Regions from separate parts of the Mus musculus genome. Here region 2 is linked to region 1. A link is a contact called in public promoter capture Hi-C data. All regions are on one chromosome and are shown on one strand. The core of a region is the stretch at or near the end of the contact, and the rest is flanking DNA. Distances in the headings are between cores, read along the strand shown.

Region 1 (3,243 bases), core at 352-2,851:
TTTTGAAAAGTTTGGGTAGAGAAGGGTATAATGAATGGCCTTGCAAAAACAAAAATAAAAGGAAAATTTGAAGTTGGTATGCAGTTTGAAAAGGCAGCAGCTGTAACATTTTATGATTCAATGCAAAAAATATGTTGAGGTCCTCAGCTGAATAAGTAGAATAAACAAATAATTTTTTTCTTTCTGTCGCTCTTCTGAGATGTAGGGAGGGTGGTGTTATCTGAAGATTTCTTTGCTGTTCTTTTAGGATCAATGCTCAAAGGAATGTAAAAACGCCCTTTAAAAATAACGTATTCTGAATTTACAGAAGAATCTAGGCAGAGCGCAAGAGCTAAGAGAGGCCAAAGCGGACGTTGCTGGGCAAAGACACATGGTAGTAAGACACCTCCCCTTGCAAAGAGGAAGAAACCGCAGAATGTTCCTGACTCGGCACCCCTTCAGAGTGGTGCAATGTTTATGTTTGTGTATCCAACTCCGTGGTGTTGCGGCGGACTCACTGCCTACCCTGTAGTCATGGAGTTTTGTGGAAGGACACACACACACACACCATTTCGGTCTTCCCAGGTGTGATGAGTACAGTTTGTCCCACAGAGTGGCGGATTCAAGGCTCTTGGCCCTGAGTCCTTGGTGTGCTCAGCTTCTGTTCAGTGGAGATGAAAGGCACGAGGGCAGATGCCTTTAATCCTTAGTAAGTCAGGGACAGGAGGATCTCTATGAGTTCAAGACTAGCCAGAGCTACACAGCAAGATCCTCTCTGAAACAAACAAAACAAAACAAAAGAAAGTTGTGTTGGGGGACAGAGGAGCAGCGGCTAGCAGCATCCTCTTGATGCCACGCGACGACAATGTTCTGGGCCGTCCCTAGGCGGCGCTGTGGAGCTCTACCCAAGTCTCCCCCACCCCACCCCCCCAACCCCAATGTTAAACCTGGGCTCCAAAGATCTTGCAACCCTCCTCCCTTTGCTCCAAGTAAGTCCTCTAGGGACCACCGCGGTAAAGATAACACTCCGGGGTGGGGGGTGGGAACTAACTGGAAGCATTCCCTTGTTCAGCGTAAAACTTTTAAAGTGACATTCAAGAAGGACGTCTCAACTCTCGCCATTTGTCCTCGGTATAGCCAGAGGGCTATAGACCGAATTAGTCATCTCTCACTACCCACTCCCCTTTCCCGCTCAGCTCGCCACGCCCACCACTCCAGCAGCCAGAGCCGGGCCAGCTGAGAACGTGATACCAGGAGTGGCCCCGCTCGTTCGGCGGAGACCCGCGGAGGGGAGCAGGGCAGGTGTCCTCAGGCCGCGCGTCCTGGCCACCCGGGCTGGCAGCGCGCCGTCCTGCCTGCGAGCCCAGAGGACAGGAGGGTGGGGGCCGGGCTGCGAGCCAGCGCTCAGAGCCGAGAGGCTCCTAGGCCGATGACGTCTTTGCTTTTGGCTTTGGCGGCGCCAAGCTCGGTAGGGCGGGTGACGTCACCGCCCGGTCACGTGTCTGCCATTCAAACAAACAAACCGTTCTCCCCCACCCCCACCCCACCCCCCGCTTCTGTGCCGCGCCCGGGACCGCCCCCGAGAGGCTACATAAAACCGCGCTCCGTCGGACGAGCGCGCAGTGAAGGACTGGCGGGAGGAAAGCGCGGTGAAGCCAGATTAGGAGCAGCGAGCACTTGGGGACTTAGGGCCACAGGACACCGCACAAGATCGACCGACTTTTTCTGGAGAACCGCAGAACGGGCACGCTGGGGTCGCTGGGGCTGGCCATGGTGATGGAGGTGGGCATCCTGGACGCCGGGGGGCTGCGCGCGCTGCTGCGAGAGGGCGCCGCGCAGTGCCTGTTGTTGGATTGTCGCTCCTTCTTCGCTTTCAACGCCGGCCACATCGCGGGCTCAGTGAACGTGCGCTTCAGCACCATCGTGCGGCGCCGCGCCAAGGGCGCCATGGGCCTGGAGCATATCGTGCCCAACGCTGAACTGCGTGGCCGCCTGCTGGCCGGAGCCTACCACGCCGTGGTGCTGCTGGACGAGCGCAGCGCCTCCCTGGACGGCGCCAAGCGCGACGGCACCCTGGCCCTGGCCGCGGGCGCGCTCTGCCGAGAGGCGCGCTCCACTCAAGTCTTCTTTCTCCAAGGTACGCTCTAGCTCTGGCAGGACTTATGCCATCAGCTAGGGAAGGGGCGTCCCACCTGGAGTATGGGGGCGCCGGCGTCCAGTCTCCAGGGGCTTGTCAGTGGCTTTGTTTCACTCCCATAACAAAGACTTCCTTAAGCCTTCCTTGTAAACTCGCAGCCCCTGGTGGGTGAGTGGCTTGTCTCCAGGTACTGTGTCGGTGGTGCTAATGAGAAAATATGTACCTTTGTATTCTCAGGAGGATATGAAGCGTTTTCGGCTTCCTGCCCTGAGCTGTGCAGCAAACAGTCCACCCCCACGGGGCTCAGCCTCCCCCTGAGTACTAGTGTGCCTGACAGTGCAGAATCCGGATGCAGCTCCTGTAGTACCCCTCTCTACGATCAGGTTAGTAGGAGTCCGGGTCCATGCAGGGCAGGGAGGTGGCAGAGCTGGCAGAGGTCTAGGAGGATTGTGCCAGGAGGATATAGAAAGCGGCTGCAGCTTTATTTATACTAGCGGGGACACGAGGATCTTTAGTCCATCATGAAGCAATTGGATGGAGCTGAGTCTCCCAGTTGCTGGCACGGAAGAGCTTGTTGGCTCTGTCCAGGCCAATGGGCTTGATTCTTTACGAATATTTTAATATGTCAACAGCAGTGCTGAGGTCACCAGTTTCAGAAACTCCCGTTTTCAGCGGGGAGTTTTTGTGGGCATGGGTACTGGTGCTCACGCTGGACGAGCTTGACGAATGCTGGACTGTTTTTTTGACTTCAGGGGGGCCCAGTGGAGATCCTGTCCTTCCTGTACCTGGGCAGTGCCTATCACGCTTCTCGGAAGGATATGCTTGACGCCTTGGGCATCACCGCCTTGATCAACGTCTCAGCCAATTGTCCTAACCACTTTGAGGGTCACTACCAGTACAAGAGCATCCCTGTGGAGGACAACCACAAGGCAGACATCAGCTCCTGGTTCAACGAGGCTATTGACTTCATAGGTAAATGGAATAACTATCTGGAACCTCTGCTTCTGTCCCTACTGTAGCCACTGAGCCCAGTCTTTTGGGTGGCAGCTTAAATGATCCTCACCCAAGCCTTCCTCCTCACTGAGACTCAGTTGAACTGACTGTCTTGTCCAGGATTATAAGTGTAG
Region 2 (3,274 bases), core at 456-2,955, 1.0 Mb before region 1:
GCATGGCCAAGTCACATTTAGGAGTCCAAGCCCCATGTGTCTCTCTTGGGCCTCCAGCCTGTCTCTCACACGGGTGCACACGCTGTGGCTCCTCAACGTTTCAGTAACTATGCAAGAACTACCAGAGGAGTAACATCCCGGCAGGCCTATTGTTAAGGGTCTTAAAGGGTCCCCCTTTAAATATAGAGAGAAGACCCCTCAATAGCCCAAGGTCACACAGCAACTTGGTAAAATGGAGGTTCTTGCGGAATGCTTACAGACCGCCACTTTGTTTACTGAGAAGCAGGTTAAGACCCAGGCGCCCTCTACTCCAGAATGAGGATGCCTTCGCTGGCGTCCCAGCCTGGTGGTTGTAGGCCGGCGCTTCTAGGAGCTAGGACGAGGGGGAGGGGCGCAGAGCCCTTTAGGCGCGGGAAACGGCGCACCCCGACCACATGCACCGCCACGCGGGTGCGCCCGGCCCCACTTCCTGCCAGAGGGGGCACCCAAGCCCGCCTTGGGGGCAGGAAACCTGGTGCGAGTCGCAGGAAGAAAAAAACCCCTTCCTCTCTCCATGAAAACCAAAGCGGGGGGGGGGGCAGAAACGGGGAGTCGAAGGGACTAGTTCTAACAGAACCCAGCAAAGCAGAGGAACCAGTTTGTGGGGGCGGAGGGCAGGCCTGGCCCTGGAGGTTGAAGAGGCGCGGGGCAGGGCCAAAGGTGTGTGTGGGGGTGGGGGGTGAAACCCCGAAACCCAGGCCCTCGCGATCCGGCCTCGTCCACGCACAGTACTACTCTGGGAAAGGCGGAGGAGAGGCCAGAGAGGAATCTCGGGTCGCCGGGCCCCTCCCCCGCACTTCTAGAACTTCCCTGGCTGAGGGGGGCGCGCGCCCACCTCCCGCCGCTGCGCAGCGCGCGCCCCTCCCTGAGGCCGGGCTCGCCGAGCGCGAGGTGCACGGGCGCCGCTGGGTGCACAAGCGGCGCTCGTCGCAGTCGCGCGCCCCCTCCCCCTCCGCGCGCCGTTCCCCGGGGTCTCCGCACCCCACGGTCGCAACCCGGGCACCCTCAACCTGGGGACCGGAGGACGCGGCGCCCCGCGGACACCCACCCCGGCCCCGCCGCCTGCGAGCACAGTGCGGCCTCCCCTTTCCCGCGGCCCGCGCAAGCCCGGGGCCTGGGAATAAAGCGGGCAGCGCGCGCCGCAGGCCCCCCGGGCGCGCCGCGGACACTCACCGCGAGCTCCGCAGGCCGCCGGCGGGGCGCGCTCGGGGCTGCCGGGTGCGGCGTGGCTGGGCTCAGGGCACCGGCCTGGGCTCTGCCGCCACCGCCGCCGGTCGCAAATGCGGATCTGAAACCGGGAGAGGGCAGAGGCGCTGAGACCGCTGCGTGCGCGCCGCCCGGGCCCCCGCCGGGGATGTGTGTCACATCCGAGCTGGGGCGAGGGAACACTGACGGATCCCGCTCCCCTGGAGGATGGCGAGGGGCAGGAAGCTGGGCACGGCCCGTGCGCGGCCTCAATAAATAATAATGTGATTAGATTCTAGACCTACAGGAAAAAAAGAAGCCACCCGAGCGGCGGCGAACTCACGCCTTCTTGGAGCCGCGCCAACACCAGAAATAGCCCCGACTCGGAGTCCCAATTAGAGGAGCGCAGCCCCGGCTCAGGGGAGCTTAAAAAGAGCGACCCAGGGGCAGGGGGGACGGGCCCGCCCGCGCCAGCCGTGTCACCGGGGGGCGGGGCCATGCAAATGAGCCCGGGGATTTAAAAGGGCGGCCGCCCGCCAGCTGCCGCCGCCGCGCGCGGGTAGCTCGCCACTGTGCGCGCGGTTTCCGCGGGCACGCGCGCCGACGGCCCTCGTTTCTCACAGTTCCCGAGCAGCCTGGCGTTGGAGGAACCGGTGACGGCGGCCCTGCTGTTTAAGTGGGGACCCGGGGACACACCTACAGGAGCCCCCCCGTGGACTCCGGCCTCGCGGGGAGGCGCGCGCTGACGCCTGTGCCCTCGGACGTCCACGCGTACCCTAAGGAGCTTCTCGCGGCCCGGACGCCGCCCCCCCCCCCCAGCCCATGTCGAGGGCCTCTCCTTAATTCCCCTCTGCCACCAAGCAGGTGACGGCGTGTGCGTCTCCGGAGGCCTCCAGGCGCGTAAAAAACAAAGTCTTGTGAAACCCAAACGTGAAACTTGGCCAACGCCAACGGTTTAAATCTAGTAACGGCCGCCACCCAGGTGCAGGCTTCAAAGGAGCCGAGCGATTGGCCGCCTCGCCGGGACATCGCGGGGAGGAGCCACGGGTGGCCAGCTGCTTGGTGTTGAGGAAGCACGAGGTCCCTCTGGTGTGATTCCCCGCCCCCGTGACTTACGACTTAAGACAAGGGGCGCCTGGAAGCCCCTTGAGGGCAGGGGTTCGAGTTTCCCGCCTCTGGGCGCCTGGGTCAACAAAAGACTTGTTGCTGGGCCGGAGGAAGCCTAAGTGGGAAGATGGCGGGCGGTGGGGCGCGCCCTGCAGGCCGGGCGCGGGCCCTTGGACGCACCTCCCCACCTCGGTTCCCCGAGTCGGCCTTTCCACACCTCTCGTGATGCAGGGAATCGTAATTCGGGCCCAGTGACACACGACTGTGACTCATAACTCTGTTCCCCTTCCTCCGCGGTCAGCCCTCTCCTCGGGGGGCGCGCGGGCGGTGGAAGGGTACGCGGGGGCCCAGCGTGCGCCCGGCTGGAGGCGGGGTGGGAGCCTTGGGGAGGCGGGCCTCCCAGTTTCAGGAATGCCTCAGGAATGTTTCCGGTGGGGGGTGGGGAGCGCGGCGGGCCCGGCTACCCCCCACCCCCCACCCCCGGGCCGTAGGATGGCGCCCTGGGCGCAGGGCAGCACGTGCTCGGTGGGGGTGGGGCGCAGCGGTCAGGCGCGGGAGGCCACGGCAGGCCGCGGGTCCCGGACCAAGGTCCAGGTGACCCTCAGTTCCAGGGGTGCCCCTGGAGAAGGAGGAAGTCATGGAGGGGCGTTCCCAACGGGTGGAGGGGAGCCTAGGGCGCCGGGGCAGTCTGGGGGAGGAGCGGCTGCCCCTTTGTGTGCAACCGCCGTGGGGGCGGGGCGGGGTGGAAGCGCGCCGCGCCCTCCATCTTTGTGCCCCGCGAGCCGAGTTGGCTGGAGGGGCTCGAAGTTGCTGCGAGCTCTGGGGACCTTCGTAGCGAGGTGTGGCTGAGCAAGCTGCCAACTCCCACCAACGCCAGCCCACATCCTCCCATGGTACAGGTCATTGCCAGCAGCCTAGGCCACTAGGCCCTTGCTGTGGTGTT

What was found. Promoter capture Hi-C pulls out the DNA fragments that hold promoters and counts their contacts.
Region 2: a promoter capture Hi-C map of pre-B cells shows a contact between it and region 1, with 5 times the contacts expected there. The contact joins the promoter of Hmga1 here to the promoter of Dusp1 in region 1. A contact is called at or near these places in 7 of 39 promoter capture datasets (the C10 cell line, the HPC-7 cell line, hematopoietic stem and progenitor cells and 3 more), 3 of 115 datasets of contacts at active chromatin or transcription factors (embryonic hindbrain, epiblast stem cells and pancreatic cancer cells) and 2 of 9 other capture datasets (adipose tissue and pancreatic islet).

What each region holds. Positions count from the first base shown.
Region 1 is chr17:26,506,830-26,510,072 of GRCm38.p6, reverse strand. It overlaps Dusp1 (dual specificity phosphatase 1), which reads left to right and starts at 1,601. Exons shown (of 4, transcript NM_013642.3): 1 at 1,601-2,116; 2 at 2,354-2,499; 3 at 2,869-3,088. The coding sequence starts at 1,750.
Region 2 is chr17:27,555,005-27,558,278 of GRCm38.p6, reverse strand. Hmga1 (high mobility group AT-hook 1) reads right to left here and starts at 1,705. Exons shown (of 5, transcript NM_001025427.3): 1 at 1,568-1,705.